Linked DNA regions of Mus musculus: region 1 is linked to region 2. The links are chromatin contacts, called in public promoter capture Hi-C maps. All regions are on one chromosome and are shown on one strand. The core of a region is the stretch at or near the end of the contact, and the rest is flanking DNA. Distances in the headings are between cores, read along the strand shown.

Region 1 (7,060 bases), core at 3,728-6,227, 140 kb before region 2:
AAGCTCACTTCTCAGGTGGGAAGTCAGTATTGTCAAGTAACTACGGCTCCATGTAACTCAGCCAGCGTTGAGCCTGAGAAGACAAGGCAGTAGGTGTTGGAGGCACAGTCTCTCTGCAGCCGTTGTGAAGAGTCACCTTGTCACAGGGACAATAAGCACTTTGCTAGGTGTCCAAGTCGCACTTGGCTTTGAGAAAGGCAGAACTGCAGTCACCATCAATTCCCAGTCAGGCCTGTGAGTGAAGGACTGTAGGCGAGCATCCCGCTGACCATGTGTGTGCCCCACAGAACTCTCCCAACGACCTGCAGATGCTCTCAGACGCTCCTGCTCACCACCTCTTCTGCCTCCTGCCACCTGTGCCCCCCACCCAGAATGCCCTGCCTGAAGTGCTTGCAGTTGTCCAGGTACAGAGCAGAGAGAAACATGGTGTGGCACTGGTTTGGGGAACTATTGGGCATCAGTGTGGCCAGGGAAGCTGTTGGGTCCTGACATGGATCTAGGTGGGTAGGTCTGTTGAGGCAGGTGATGTGTGCACTGGAGAGAAAGCTGGATACAGGCAGCGCTGGCTTATTTCTCTTTCTTGCACACATGAGTAGTGTAAACTTAAAGGCTACATGGAGAAAGATGTTTACCACCTGGGGGGTGTGTGTCTGTGTCATTTTCCCTTCCCTAAACTTGGAGTTATAGATGTCACACTTGCAGTGTGTCAGTGTCCACAGTGCACTGCACTGTGCTCTATTTCATGTTTATACAGTGTCTGTCTCGCCACGTCTCTGTCTTGGGATTTGTTCTGCTCCATACAGAGCTGTGTGTATCCTGTGTCTTAACTGATGTGCGTTTAAGTGATACATTCCACTTGACCTCTTGTCCTCGGTCTTTTGGTCTTGGGGCTGGAGGATGTCAGTAAGTTCATAGTAACCTGCCACATCCTAATGAGGTCGTGTGGTCAGTGTGGAGCCGGAACCCAGGATAAGAAACAGTGCCTAGAAAACTTAGTTTGGGGTCTGTCTCAGATGATGCTTGGGATCTGGAGCTAGAGCATGCCTTCCCTGCCTTGGTTTCCCTAGGTGTGCCTTGAGGGAGAGATTTCTCGTCAGTCCATTTTGAATAGCCTCTCTCGAGGCAAGAAGGCTTCTGGGGACCTGATTCCATGGACAGTGTCGGAACAGGTGAGGGAGCGGCTGCCCCTGCATGTCTGAGGTGAGGGAGCGGCTGCCCCAGCATGTCTGATGTCAGGTTGTCTGTGTTGCTAAGTCACTGGTTTGTGTCTCACAGTTTCAAGATCCAGACTTTGGAGGCCTTTCTGGTGGACGGGTTGTTCGAATTGCTGTTCACCCAGATTATCAAGGGGTAACATGTCCTCTCTTCTTTTAAACCTTGTGTGCTGCTCTCTAGTGGGCTCCTGGCAGCCCTTTGGGCAGTGTGCCTAGCTGTTGGAATAAAAATATGGATACACCAGTGACATTTTAGGTGTACTCTGCTCAGGAGAATATAGCAAGAACTTGTGGGTGGGCCAGGGACAAGGTTGTTGGTGTAGACTCCTTCCTTTCCCTACCTGTGTTAGAACGTAGGACTTGTTGAACCAGGTTGTTTTTCTATAACTTCCTTCTGTCGCTTTGAAAGCCACACTGAGGAGTCAGCTGTCGAGCATCCCTTTCTGGCAGTGGCACAGCCAGCTACCGTTAGGTCCAGGTTGCAAGTGGGTTGTGGTTGGAGGGTTAGACTAACCTAAGAACCCCACTGTGTTTGGCCCCAGAGCCAGCTTTGACTACAGTGGGTTTTATTGGTAGCTTTTTTCCAAATGCAGTTTGACCAGGAATAAATGCTTTAGAAGCAAGGCACAAGTAGCTTAAACAGACGGAGCGTCTTCCCTCTGCTGTATCTTGTGTGTGCTCATAGATGGGATATGGCAGCCGAGCGCTGCAGCTGCTGCAGATGTATTATGAAGGCAAGTTCCCTTGTCTGGAGGAAAAAGTCTTGGAGACACCACAAGAAATCCGCACCGTGAGCAGTGAGGTAACAATGTTCTGGCAAAGCCAGAGTCCTAAGTCTGAGAGGATGGTTCTCTGGGGTCTTCTGCGTTTGGGCAGCCAGCCACTTTCTTCAGCTTAACACTGTAGAGTCTCAGCCTACTCACCAGTGCCATCTGCTGCTGCAGCAGACACTCCGGGAGTAAACGTGCTTACTAGTCTGCAAGTGTGCTGCATTGCAAGCTGGAGGGCTCCCCACCAGCCTCTGTCAGCATCAGCCCACATCGCAGAGTTCCGCTTTGCCTTGCTTGAGGCTGCCTGCACACACACGTGCTTGGTGGTTTGTGTAATGTGCCCGTGCTTGTGGGCCTTGACTTACCTCAGACTCAGGAGGGTTACTCTCCAAGGTCACAGGGGTGTCAGGTGACAGAACCACAACTTCACGCTGCATTTTCAGAACCCTGCCCCTGTCCCTTCTAAAGTGTATTAGGCATTGCTGAACCGTGGCCTTTCCCTGCTTTTGGTCTTGGGAACTCGGTGATTGCACATATGCTTTGGCTTATCCCTGTGGTGATCTCGGGACTCTTGAGTCCTATTTGGACACCATAGGGACACAGAAGACTCTTGCCTGTTGTTGTGTAGTGTACTGGATGGCTTGAGAACACCACGAGCCTCTTGCTTTGCTAAGGGAGTAATGGCTTCTTCTTAGGCTGTCAGCTTGTTGGAAGAAGTTATTACTCCCCGGAAGGATCTGCCCCCCTTGCTCCTCAAGTTGAATGAGAGGCCTGCAGAGCGCCTGGATTACCTGGGGGTTTCCTATGGGCTGACCCCCAGGCTTCTCAAGTAAGTGCCTGCCTGTCCTCTGGAGCCAGCCCACTTCAGTGGAAGACGACAGTTCTGTGGGTGGTGTCTTCCTTTGCAGCTGGGGTCTCTGTCATTGTCTGCTGCCTCCTCCATCTGTCCCTCCTCCTGTCCCTCCTCCTGTCCCTTCTGCCTTTATTTCTCAACTTCCAGGAGTCATAAATGGTGACCACCCCCTCTACCCCCCTTTTGTAGGTTCTGGAAACGAGCTGGATTTGTTCCTGTCTATTTGAGACAGACCCCAGTAAGTGAGGCTTGGGGTAGAGGAGGGGTTGGGTTTGTGTTTGCAGTTGGCACCTCCTCCTCTAGTTGTCTTGGCTCCTCCTCGCTGTGCCCTGGGCAGGTGCTTCTGTATTTGTTAAGGTGTTGCTTGTTCAGAGGCGGGTTGGTACAGAGTGATTCCTTCCTGACCTTGGCAGGTCTGGTGCATCTGTGGCTTTGTGCTCCATTTTCACGTGGCAGGGGTACACACACGGACTGATTTGTCAGATTGTAGATTCAGTCCTGCAGGCTGGAGTTCCCTAAGTGTGTATAACAGAACTGAGTGTTAATGGTTTCTGAAGGAGAGAGGTGGGCAGCAGATGATTGGGAGGGTGAGAAACAGCGGTGAGTTCCTGGAATGCAGTTAGTGTCTGTGGGAAACAGCCAGTGCATGGGGAAGCCTGAAGCTTGTTTTCTAACAGGTAAAAGCAGCAAGCAGTGAGGAACACTGCTCCTCATGGTGGCAAATGCTGGTTGTAGCATAGTGGCCTATCCTGCAGCTTAAACCTAAACCAGATGACTGGAAGGGGCCAGAACTGAAGAAAGTGGTCAGGGATAGAGACAGATGGAGCTTGGAGAGAATGCCACAGCATTCTCACTTTTTAAAAATATTTTTAAAGATATATTTACTTATTTATTATGTATACAGTGTTCTGTCTGCATTTATGTCTGCACACCAGAAGAGGGCATCAGCTCCTGTTACAGATAGCCACCATGTGATTGCTGGGATTTGAACTCAGGACCTCTGGAAGAGCAAACAGTGCTCTTAACCTCTGAGCCACCTCTCCAGCCCAGCATTCTCATTCTTAAATGGAACTTTCAAGCTGTCTAGTTCACCACATAACAAAACATAGGAGAGGTTTCTTGGTGGGTTTCAAACAGGACCCTAATAGTCCAGTGATGATCACCCTGGGTACTCAGCATAACTACTACTGACGTTCACTCCTGCTCTGCGGCACTTGGCATCTCCAGGTTGTATGTACTTGGTGAATAGATGCATACTTAGATGCTGCTGACATCACATAGAGCAGGAGGACAGGTGGCTACTGGATTTGCCAGGACTGGTGCTCAGAATGGAGTAGGGCTTGTTACAGTTGGTGATAATGGGAGGTGGGGATATAGGCATGAGTAGACATTGTTTCCCAGAGGGGAAGCGAGCAGAGAGCAGGGTAGCTGTGGCGTGTGCATGGGGAGGACATGTTGGGTAGAAGAGTCTTGGCCTTTGTTCACTGTAGAGACAGGGAATGCAGGAAGAGAGGGCTGACTGCGAGGGCAGGCCTTGTGGGGTCAGGACACTGAAACCCAGGATTTCGAGGTTTGCTAGCAACTCATCCCTCACTCCAGGAGGGTCATGGGGAGTGTGAGTGCAGCAGTAAGAGAGTGAAGATGTCCAGTCACTTCTGTTTTCAAGGCCCACAGTGCTGAAGCGGGCAAGCACATGTGTCTTTTGGAGAATGCAAATCTGGTATTCAAGTTTGGTGGTGAATGTCCATTTGAAGTCTGGCATGTGACATGGAGACTCCCGTGCGGGCTGGCAGGGAGTGGAGATGGGCTCGTGCCTGTCGGCATACTTATCTAGATAGACAGATGCGCTCAGCAGTTGCTTGCAGGGAGGACGTAAATCTGTGAGCCACAAACAGGCCATAGGCATCCTTTGACCTTGTCCCTTTGACCTTTGTCCTTGTCCCTTGACCTGCTTGCTCTGACCTGTCGTTGCCGTTAGATGCTGCCATGCAGTTCTGAGAACTTATGTAGTAAAAGGTCCAAAACTCTGTAATCTTGCACCATGTCAGCCCCTAGTGAAGCTTGAAGCATCCAGAGTCTGAGCAAGACTGTCTCTTACACAAAGCATGTATAAACATACCGGCTGCCAGCTGGGCGTCTGAGTTTGCTGGGAAGTTTCTGCTTTATAAGGAACAAAGTTCACTGACAGGGTGAGGGATTGAAGCCTGCCTTCATGGCCTTGACTTCAGTGAAAGGAGTGGGTGCGGAGCAGAAATCAGGCCTTACCTAAACTCCTGCTGGGCCTGCTCCAATCCCGTGGCCTCTTAGGCGGCTGCCTACCATGCGAGCCCATGGGGGCAGGGTGGGAGCACCATGACATTGGTTCCAAGCAATAATGTGTGTCCCCTAGAACGACCTGACTGGGGAACACTCGTGCATTATGCTGAAGACGCTGGCCGATGAGGATGAGGCTGAGCAGGGAGCTTGGCTGGCAGCATTTTGGAAAGGTAAACGCCAGACGAGTGGAGAGGGGACAGTGAGGTGACAGGCCAGGGCACCTGCAGATTGCTAACTGCCTTTCTGTGCCCTGCAGATTTCCGAAGACGGTTCCTGGCCTTGCTGTCATACCAGTTCAGCACCTTCTCTCCTGCCCTGTCTCTGAACATCATTCAGAACAGGAACGTAGCCAAGTCAGCCCTGCCAGGTGAGCTGTCACCCAGGAGCTGAGGGCTGCTCTAGTCCACAGTCTCCATGCTGCCTGCTGTTCCCCAAGCCTCTCTCCTGCCCAGGCTGTGCCTGGATTTCAGGTGTAAGACAGGTTCACACAGTGGTTAGCTATGGAACCTGGGCTCTGAGGGGAACTAGCTCAGTCTCGGGGCTCTGTGTTCGAGTATTTATGAAATAGCACCAAGAATATGTCTCAGCCTTCTGACTGGTATATAGAAGAACTATATAACTATAAAGCTATATAGCTTTATAAATCTAGAAAGCATAGAATCATTGTTTAGTTGGATGAAAATTTTAAAAATTGCATAGGAGGTCATGAGCAGTCATTTTGTTCTATTAACAGTTACATTTATATATATTTTTATGTGTATATCTGTGGCTATGCACACGTTCTTATGTGTATATTATGTCTTGTGGGTTGTATTTTGATGGGAAAATCTGGGTTCTTTGACCTGGGCAGAGCATGTAAGGTGACCCTGGAGAAAGAGTGACAAATGGGGAGAGTGGAGGTGTGTCCTTAGAACGTTAGGGCACGAGGATCTTTCTTGGACCCAGCATATTGGTGGTTGTCTGAACTACCAGCCTGGGATTATGTTATTGGTAGCAAGGCATCTTACCACATTTACTTAGAGACTTATGTGTGCCTTATTTTGTCTGCATGTGTGCATTTGTACCTGGTGCCTGTGGCGGTCAGAGGGCGTCAGAGTCTCTGGAAGTTGAGTTATTGTTGGTTGTGAATTATCACATGTGGGTTCTGGGTTTTCTGCAAGAGCAGCGAGTGCACTTAACTGCTGAGCCGTCCAGCCCCTTCCTGGTTGGCCTTGTGTGCTGCGTCCTATCCTGTGAGGGCTGCAGACTGCCCTGACTGGTGGGCTCTTGTTGCATGCACAGCCCTAGGCCGGGAGCATCTGGAGGCACTTTTCCTTCCCTATGACCTGAAGCGTCTAGAGATGTACTCTCGGAACATGGTCGATTACCACCTCATCATGGATCTTATCCCAGCCATTTCCCGCTTGTACTTCCTGAACCAGCTAGGAGACCTGTCCCTGTCGGCTGCCCAGTCGGTAGGTCACCTGGGACTCCATGGGGGACAAGGGAGGACAGTGGAGCTGTTGGTGCTGGGCCCTTAGATGAGTCCTTGGAAGTAGCTTTGTGCCTTTAGCCCTGGCAGAGCTAATGGTGGCCCATCCTCACTCTGCAGGCCGAGGCGAGCAATGTGGCTGTATTGTTAGCAAGCAGACTGCTACACTTTGAACCCACACTCTCCCTGCCACCTTGTCACCCTACCAGAAGGCCAGGCTATCCTGCACTCCGGATATATGTGGTTTTTTTGTGAAGTTGATGTTTTTTGGGACAATGTGAACTAAAGTGCATTTTAGGAAGGAAGGAGTGTTCCTGCCTTAGTTGCAGGATGGAAGATGCCAAACCCCCACTGCTGCTCTCTGGTTTCTGCTTCATCAAATGAGGCAGCTCCATTCTAGGCTATTGTAATGCGCAAGGCTATCTTGGAAGCCAGT
Region 2 (7,313 bases), core at 3,513-6,012:
TCCTTCTAAAATCTATCTCCCCTTTATACATTTTGTTTGGTGGGCTAGCCTAGCATCCTTCAAAGTTAGATTTTATACAGAGGGTAAGAGGTGGTGAGACTCTTATACATTCTACTTCTAGTAGGACCATATTAAATCTAAGTTCGCTGAGGAAATAAGCATGTGTGTAAGTATTATGTACACATGTACATGTTTAATCCTTACAGCACCCATTTGAAAAAAAAATTCCAAAAGATATGACCCAAACACAATAGATAAAATTAAATGGAATATTTAAAGTATTCAAATAGGGACTGAATGGATGTCTCAGTGATTAAGTACTTGTTGCTCTTGCGAAGGACATGGGTTTGAATCCCAGCAACCATGTGGTGGCTTACAACTATCTATAACTTCAGTTCCAGGAGATCGAATGTCCTTTTCTGGTCTCCAAGGTCACCAAGCATGCACCTGGTGCATAGATATATGTACAGATAAAACACTCACACATTAAACAGACAGACAAAATAAAAATAAATATTAATTTAAAAATATTCAAATAACCTAGAAGAAAGGAAGAGGAAAGAAAAGAGAATACGTCTAAACTGGTACAATTTGGCTTTGAGCAAATCAGAAAGAAAGCTAAACCCAAGCATTCTCCAACAGCTAGATCATGGAGTGAAATCAGATAAACGAAATGTGGCTATATGCTGTCTACAAGCAACTCACTCAAAATACAATGTGGAGTAGTTAAAATTAAATGTAGAGGAAATGCATTGTGCAAGCATAAGAAAGCTGGAGTGGCTATACTTAGATAAAGCACACTTCAGAGCAGAGAAAATTACACAGGATAAAGAGGCCATCACACCGTCAACTGTCATGCATCGCACCCTCTAAGGTGCTGTTTCCAGTGAGATGGGTAGAGCAATGCAAAAAGATCCCCTGCTCTCCATCCTACTCCACGAGTCTGTTCCCTGCTGCTTAGCGGGGCAGGCAGGAAAGGGCCTGGAGTACATTCCCAGGCCTTTGGCATTTTTTAGTTATCTTCTCCCAACCCCCCCCCCAATTTTAATTAGCTTATAAAGTAACCCCCAAAGTGACAGGAGTCAGGATCTTGTTGAAAAGCTATCAGCCCAGCATATATAAATTCCCAATTCCTCAATATCATGCTGTACACAGGACTCTACACCTACATTAAAGATCTTTCTGTGTGTATTATTGTGTCTGAGAGTGTTCTCGTGTGTAGGCACTCATGTGTCATAGTACACAAGTGGGGGTCAGAGGACAACAGAGGCTGTCGATCTTCATCTTCTACCTTGTCTGAGACAGGCCTCTCTGTTGTCTGCTGCTGTGTGTCCTAGTCTAGATTGCCTGTGAGCTCATAGGGAGTCTCCTGTCTCACGTCTAAAGGTATGAAGGAAAATATCCATACAGTTACTCTGCCCCTTACCCGTATAGATTTCTTCCAAGAGGAATTATGTGGGGAAAAATAAAACCTTTGTCTAAAATCCAATAGTCATGCCCAGGACAAAGTCCTGGATTAGGTTTTTGCTTCTCCCATTGTGGTTGGATCTGGTTTAACAAGTGCACACAGCAGTGGCACATACATGGCTAGCATGTACTGTCGTTGTCTCGCCATGGAGACTCAGATCAGACTCCTCACAGCCTGCTTCACACTTCCAGCTCCATCTGCCTGCCTTCTCAAATGAGTCAGCTAACAGTGTATAGAGATACGGAGATTAAGGTGGCCTCAGCAGCCCTAAGCAACTTTCCATCTACCCAATTCCAGGGTCAAGAAATTCTAGGGTCAAGATTTGGTTTGTCCTTGGCCTGGTCTTGCTGTCTGGGTTGCAGACAGACTGAGTCGGTGCTGAGAGTCAGAAGCCAGACAGATGGTAAGATCACGTGAGTCAAAGAGGCTGGCAGTCCCTCCTCTCCCTGCAACTAGCCTCCTTCTGGAAAGGCAGGCTCCAGCAGTCAGCAATCTTCTTTCTTCCCAGGCTTCCAGTTTCGAGAGTGATGAAATCTGTTATCAGGGGAGAGTGTGCTTTTGTGCCTGTGAGAAATCCTGCAATGACAGTCTCCGTCCTCAGCACTGTGGTGAGGGAATGAGCAACAGGGGTTTCTGCAGCTGGAGGGAGATTGGTGCAAGGCTGGATGTGACGAGCTTGTCCCTGGTGACTGGAGATTTCATCTTTAAGCCTCTGTTATTTCCTCTGCAAAAAATGAGGACACTAGTAGCTGCCTCCTGCTGTTAGTGTGAGGATTACACGAGACTGTACGCAGGGCCTTTAGCAGCACAGTGTACACAGACTTTCCTTGGATATTGCAAGTAGGCAGGGATCATTCATACCCCCTGCAAGAACCACTGCTTTGTGTCCTCCATGATGCTGGCCACAGGGCACCACTCATGGTAGCCTGGTTGGCTCAACAGTCATTCTATCTGGATCTGTTTAACTGTAGGTACTTCAAAAGGAACATTTAATAACACCCTTCCTTGGCTGGTTTAGTTCTGCAGTGGAAAGCACATTAGCCACACAGCCATCAGGATCCTGAAAACACATGGTCCCTAATACGGTCGCACCTTCCACTTGCATCTGCAACTGATTAATCATGAGGATCAGTGAGATGGACTTTTCTGTAACAGTGGGCAGCAGTCTCACTCAAACTTCAAGTATATCAAGATAGCAATGACTTGGACTTAGGCTGGAAGAAAGAAGTGGCACTTTAATTCATCTGACATAATTTAAGATGCCATTAAGTCAGAAATAAAACCAGTCTTTGAGCTATTGACAGTCTAAATGGCTCTCACTAAAACCTGCAATCTGAATATTTAAGTGGTACTCATCTAAAGAAGTGCTTTTCTTCCAGAGGGAAAAGTTCCATTAGAACAAATAGACACTGAAGCCAGAAAGAATGACTAAATAAATAAATAAATAAATCACATTGCTCTTTGACTTGGGGATGAGGAGACGGCTCAGTTAGTAAAGTGCCTGCTGCCCAAGCATGAAAACGTGAGCTCATTCTTCAGCAACTAATACAAAGCTGGGCATGGTGGCACACACCAATAACCTCAGAGCTAGGGAGGCAGAGAAGGGTGGGTCTCTGCAACAGAGAGCCATCCAGCCTAGCTTAACCACTGAGCCCTGGATCCTGGTCAAAGACCTTGTTGATTACAAATATGAGATCAACAGCTCCTAGGAAACAACATCTGAAGTTGTCCTCTGGCTTCCCCATACAAGGACATCCATGTGCATGTACTCCCATAGGAGCACAGGCTCCGTACACATACACACAAAATAAATGCCCAAACGGCAACAACAAGAAGGGATGCTTATTAATAATGGCAAGTTGAAACCCTTAAAATAAAAAACTACTCTTGTCTAGCCTACCGTGGGTGATGGCTGCATTCCCTATGGTTATTTTTCTATTCTACTTTTCTATCTAGTTCAACCAGCAGCTCCATCTCTCCGTCTTCTTTCCATAGCCCACCTACCATTCTCAGACCCACGGGTCCCTTACTCTCTCTCTGCATCAAGAGAAAAAGCATGTGGCCCTAGACTACAGTAACTGGTTCAATGACAGACACGTGACTCTGACTAGGCTTATCACAGCTAAGCAACCTCACAGACACAGTTTTTGTTTGAGCTATTAGGGAAGCCAGCTTGGCCCTTGTTCTTCCTCAAAGGCAAGGTTGTTGCAGCCAGTTTATAAGCACATCTAGAGCAAAATTTAGAGGAGATAGCCAGGGTCTCCGAACCTCTGAATCAGAGCGCATCGGAAGCCAACCCCACTCAGGACCTTAAGGCAGTAACTTCACTTTGCTTAAACTGGTTTGTCCTGCATCTGCAACCTGCAGAGTCCTGAAACATAAAATTTGAACAGAAGTGCACTTAAAAAGCTGAAACTTCACAGCTTCTCAGCTTCAGGCAAATTACCTGGAATATAAAGACAGTGCACTGGCCTCCCAGACCGCCTCACCTACCTTGAATATGAACCTAAGACTGACTGTCTCTGACCCACTGCTGCTAACTTGGATGTCAGAGACCTTCGTTGGGGCCACTGCTCAGAGAAGAAAGTTCTGGGTAAGAAAAAAAAAAAAAACCTCTAGTTCCTCAAGGTATTTTTGGTCCTAGATGGGTTACTCTGTGGTTTTATTTTCTTGAAAGGCAGCACAGCGTATAGAGAAGGCAGTACTGCATGGTGGTCAGGAATATGGTCTCTGAGTCAGGTGAAGCTGCACATCACCAGCCTATCTCATCCTCAACTAACACCAGCTCTTCTGAGCCATAGCTGATCCGTAAACTGGAAATAAATCATAGCAATACAGCACAGGGTGGGTTCTGAGGCTCACATAAGGTAGTCCGCACAACGTGTAGCAAGGGACTTTAAATAAAGTCACAGTTAAATGGTGAGTTACAGCGGTTGTTATCTCAGAGGAGAAAGAATAAAACCATAAGGTACTCTACTGCTATTAGGGCTGGTCTAGTCACCTCTTCTAAACCAACTATAGTTAGAGTCATCATGAGGGACAAGAGCAAGAAGCTTGGTGACTTTAAGGTGCCTGACAAATTACACTCAGTCTGGAAGGAAAGAGGTGGAGAGAGGAAGAAGAAAGGGAGAGGGAAAAAAGAGAGAAAGAGGAAGAGGAAAGAAGAAAGAGGGGTACTAAGGAGGTGCAGCGATGAAAACCCTGTGGCAGAGTTGCCGTTTCCATCAACAGTCGAGGACATTTCCCAAGAAATATGGGAGGGTTTCAAAGACACTGCTAGACTGCGTGGTTCATGGAAAATGCTATCAATAGCAACCTGTTAAATGTTCTGGAGGTCTGGAACTGGTCCCAGGCTATGCACAGTCAGGTCCTGCTGAACTTTTCCAAAGTTCCATTTGCAAAAAGGCCCAAGCAAGATCCCTCTCCTAGCTTTCCAGTTTAACAGACTTCACTGACAGGATGCAAATGTGCTTCTTTGTGGATGAGACATTTCACCTTCTTAACATGGTGGCTGAAATTTCCAGGAAATTCAGCCACAAAAGTCCTCCTGTTACTACTGGCACACCTCAGTAAATGAAGGGTGCTGGGCTTCCAGCAGGCTGCTTCAGCAGAGAGATAGCTCAGGAAAAATCCGAAAGACCAGAAAAGTGTCTCCTTGACTGAAGAGAATTTTTTTTCCTTTTTTAGTTTGTAGACTTAAAACACACAAATACACACACACACACACACACACACACGGCTAAGAAATACCCTCCACAAACATATAAAGGGGCCACTTTAATCACAGAAGTATTGCTTAATATGGAAAAAGTTCATGCTTGAAAATCAGGACCATAAAATGGACCTACTTCAGAGGGAGGCTTAGAGAACAGCCCCATTTGAAGCTAGAGAACTCAGCGCAGGAAAATAGATGGACTGTTCTCTTCTCTTTCCTAACTGCATCCTGTATGCCAGCCATGTGTATTTTGGATTCCTTCCCACCCTACCATGATTTCCTGTCAAAGTCTGGGTCCCATGGTAACTGGAGAAATTTGGCATGCTGGCTCCCTACTCGATGGCGGGCCACACAGGGGATGCCGAGTGGGCATCTCCTTCTCAGCAAACATGTTTCTCTCCCAGCTCCATACTAGAGCCGTGTTCTTTCTCACAAACTCTTGCTAATAAAGCACTTCTTTTCCATGCAGATCTACTGCCTAACCTCTCTTATTTACCTGGGAAGAAAGTGAAACCCTTTTCCAGAGTAAGAAGGCCCCTGTCTTTAAAACATCGCAGCATGGATCGGGGCGCTGCAAAGCGATCAGAAACACAGCAAGGGCATGCCAGCTGCAGACACATCCAGCGGTTTAGCAAAAGCACAATCTCATTTAGGGGTGGGCAGAAGTTACCCTGGGAAATGTCTCCTTAGATGAGGGGTCTCAGGGACACTCTGACATGAGTCACATATGACATGAGATGTCTGAGATTTATTCTTGTAGTTTTTTCAGCTTCCAGGACCACGTCAACCCCTGGCCCCAACCTGGCTTACTAGCTATGGTCTTCCACATGCAGTACACAGTCTGCATTGTAACAATCTGCTGAATGCATGCCTTTGGCTCAAAGCTGCTCACAGTCACTGCTCTCTTCACATCGTCCTTGACATATTGTCAGTGTTCTGTGAGTGTAGGGAGAAGGTTCTAAGGACAGATCCCAGCTTCAGACTCCATCTCTGACTCGGGGAATTTGTCTTTATAAGTTCCTTGGATGCCCTCTCTCCTGTAGTCCTGCCTTCTTCATGAAGGCCTAAAGTCAGGAAAGGGCATACATACCACACAGATTAAGGCCTAATGTAGAACATGCATCACAAAGTCACCCCCCCCCCCCAAAAAAAAACCAAAAAACAAAAACCCCTCAACTTGGGTATCCTGTTTTTTCTTCTCTTTGACTCAAGGAAATATTTACCATTGTAGAAATTTGGGGCCATCATATGGGGTGGTTTTTGTTTAGTTTTAAAACAAAAAATTTAGCATCCTTACACTTCAACAAACATGGCACCCAGGGCACACTAACACCAACTCTCGGTTTAGAGAAACAGGTCCGACCCAAGCCTGCGCTTTGCGATACAGCTATCGATTTTGCTAATAGAGAAAACAGACCGAGTCTGAATCACAGGTTTGGAGAGGGAGGCTGCAGAATGCTTTCTTTACTGCTCACTCTTCTATCAACTTAAGCATCAAGTACTGGTTTCTAGCAGAAGTCCTGCAAGCCACTGTGTGAACAACCTGAAGCATGTTCAAGATGGTAGTGGAACATAGAGGGCACAGGACACAAATGCCATAACATCAGCAGGAACCCGACTCTCTAGAGCCAACACTGCCATCAGAGATAACACAGCTCTGCCTAAGCTAGTGATACCTGCTGGATAATTCTCTTATTGTGGACTTCATGTACCCTGTCCTGTTAGATTTTCCCAAATCAATGCAGTAACACGGCCCTATATTTTCACTTTCCACAAAAGAAACTGAAGCTCAGAAGGGTTTTAATAATGTCTCAACCCTAAAAGTTCAGAACAGTTGATAGCAACAAAAACCAGACCTCTGTGGGTACTTGAGGTGTGCGTGGGGAGTTGCTGACAGGAAGGGCCATTGAGGGCCTAAGATCCTTTTGCTGTTACCGTTTGATTTTGGTTTTGAAGCCTCCTGACCACAAACTTGTGATATAGTATAGGGTGGGCTTGATTTCTTGTCCTCCTACTCTCAGCCCTAGTTTGGGTAGGGCTGGGCACTGAAGCCAGGGGTTTATGCATACTAGGTAGGCACTCTACAACAGAGCTACATCCCCAGCCCCTCCTTGGAGTTTAATCATGACC

What was found. Capture Hi-C pulls out chosen DNA fragments and counts their contacts.
Region 1: a contact with region 2 is called in a promoter capture Hi-C map of liver. The contact joins two enhancer-like sites. A contact is called at or near these places in 3 of 484 Hi-C or Micro-C datasets (the N1E-115 cell line, bone marrow-derived macrophages and liver), 4 of 115 datasets of contacts at active chromatin or transcription factors (astrocytes, double positive thymocytes, embryonic basal ganglia and 1 more) and 3 of 9 other capture datasets (adipose tissue, liver and pancreatic islet).

Annotation. Positions count from the first base shown.
Region 1 is chr2:103,726,263-103,733,322 of GRCm38.p6, reverse strand. It overlaps Nat10 (N-acetyltransferase 10), which reads left to right. Exons shown (of 29, transcript NM_153126.3): 16 at 288-404; 17 at 1,068-1,169; 18 at 1,276-1,350; 19 at 1,900-2,016; 20 at 2,680-2,813; 21 at 3,027-3,075; 22 at 5,227-5,323; 23 at 5,410-5,520; 24 at 6,435-6,607. Among named protein-coding and RNA genes, the nearest start is that of Nat10, 31 kb to the left of the region's middle. Within about 2 kb of position 4,977, at least 4 of the 459 cell types and tissues checked have an H3K27ac peak or open chromatin away from gene starts, as enhancers often do. A contact at or near this core is called in liver, where this site is marked.
Region 2 is chr2:103,587,095-103,594,407 of GRCm38.p6, reverse strand. The region is part of intron 1 of Abtb2 (ankyrin repeat and BTB (POZ) domain containing 2); the gene reads right to left. It overlaps 8030431J09Rik (a long non-coding RNA gene), which reads right to left. Exons shown (of 2, transcript XR_866592.2): 1 at 1-7,313. Among named protein-coding and RNA genes, the nearest start is that of 8030431J09Rik, 19 kb to the right of the region's middle. Within about 2 kb of position 4,762, at least 31 of the 459 cell types and tissues checked have an H3K27ac peak or open chromatin away from gene starts, as enhancers often do. A contact at or near this core is called in liver, where this site is marked.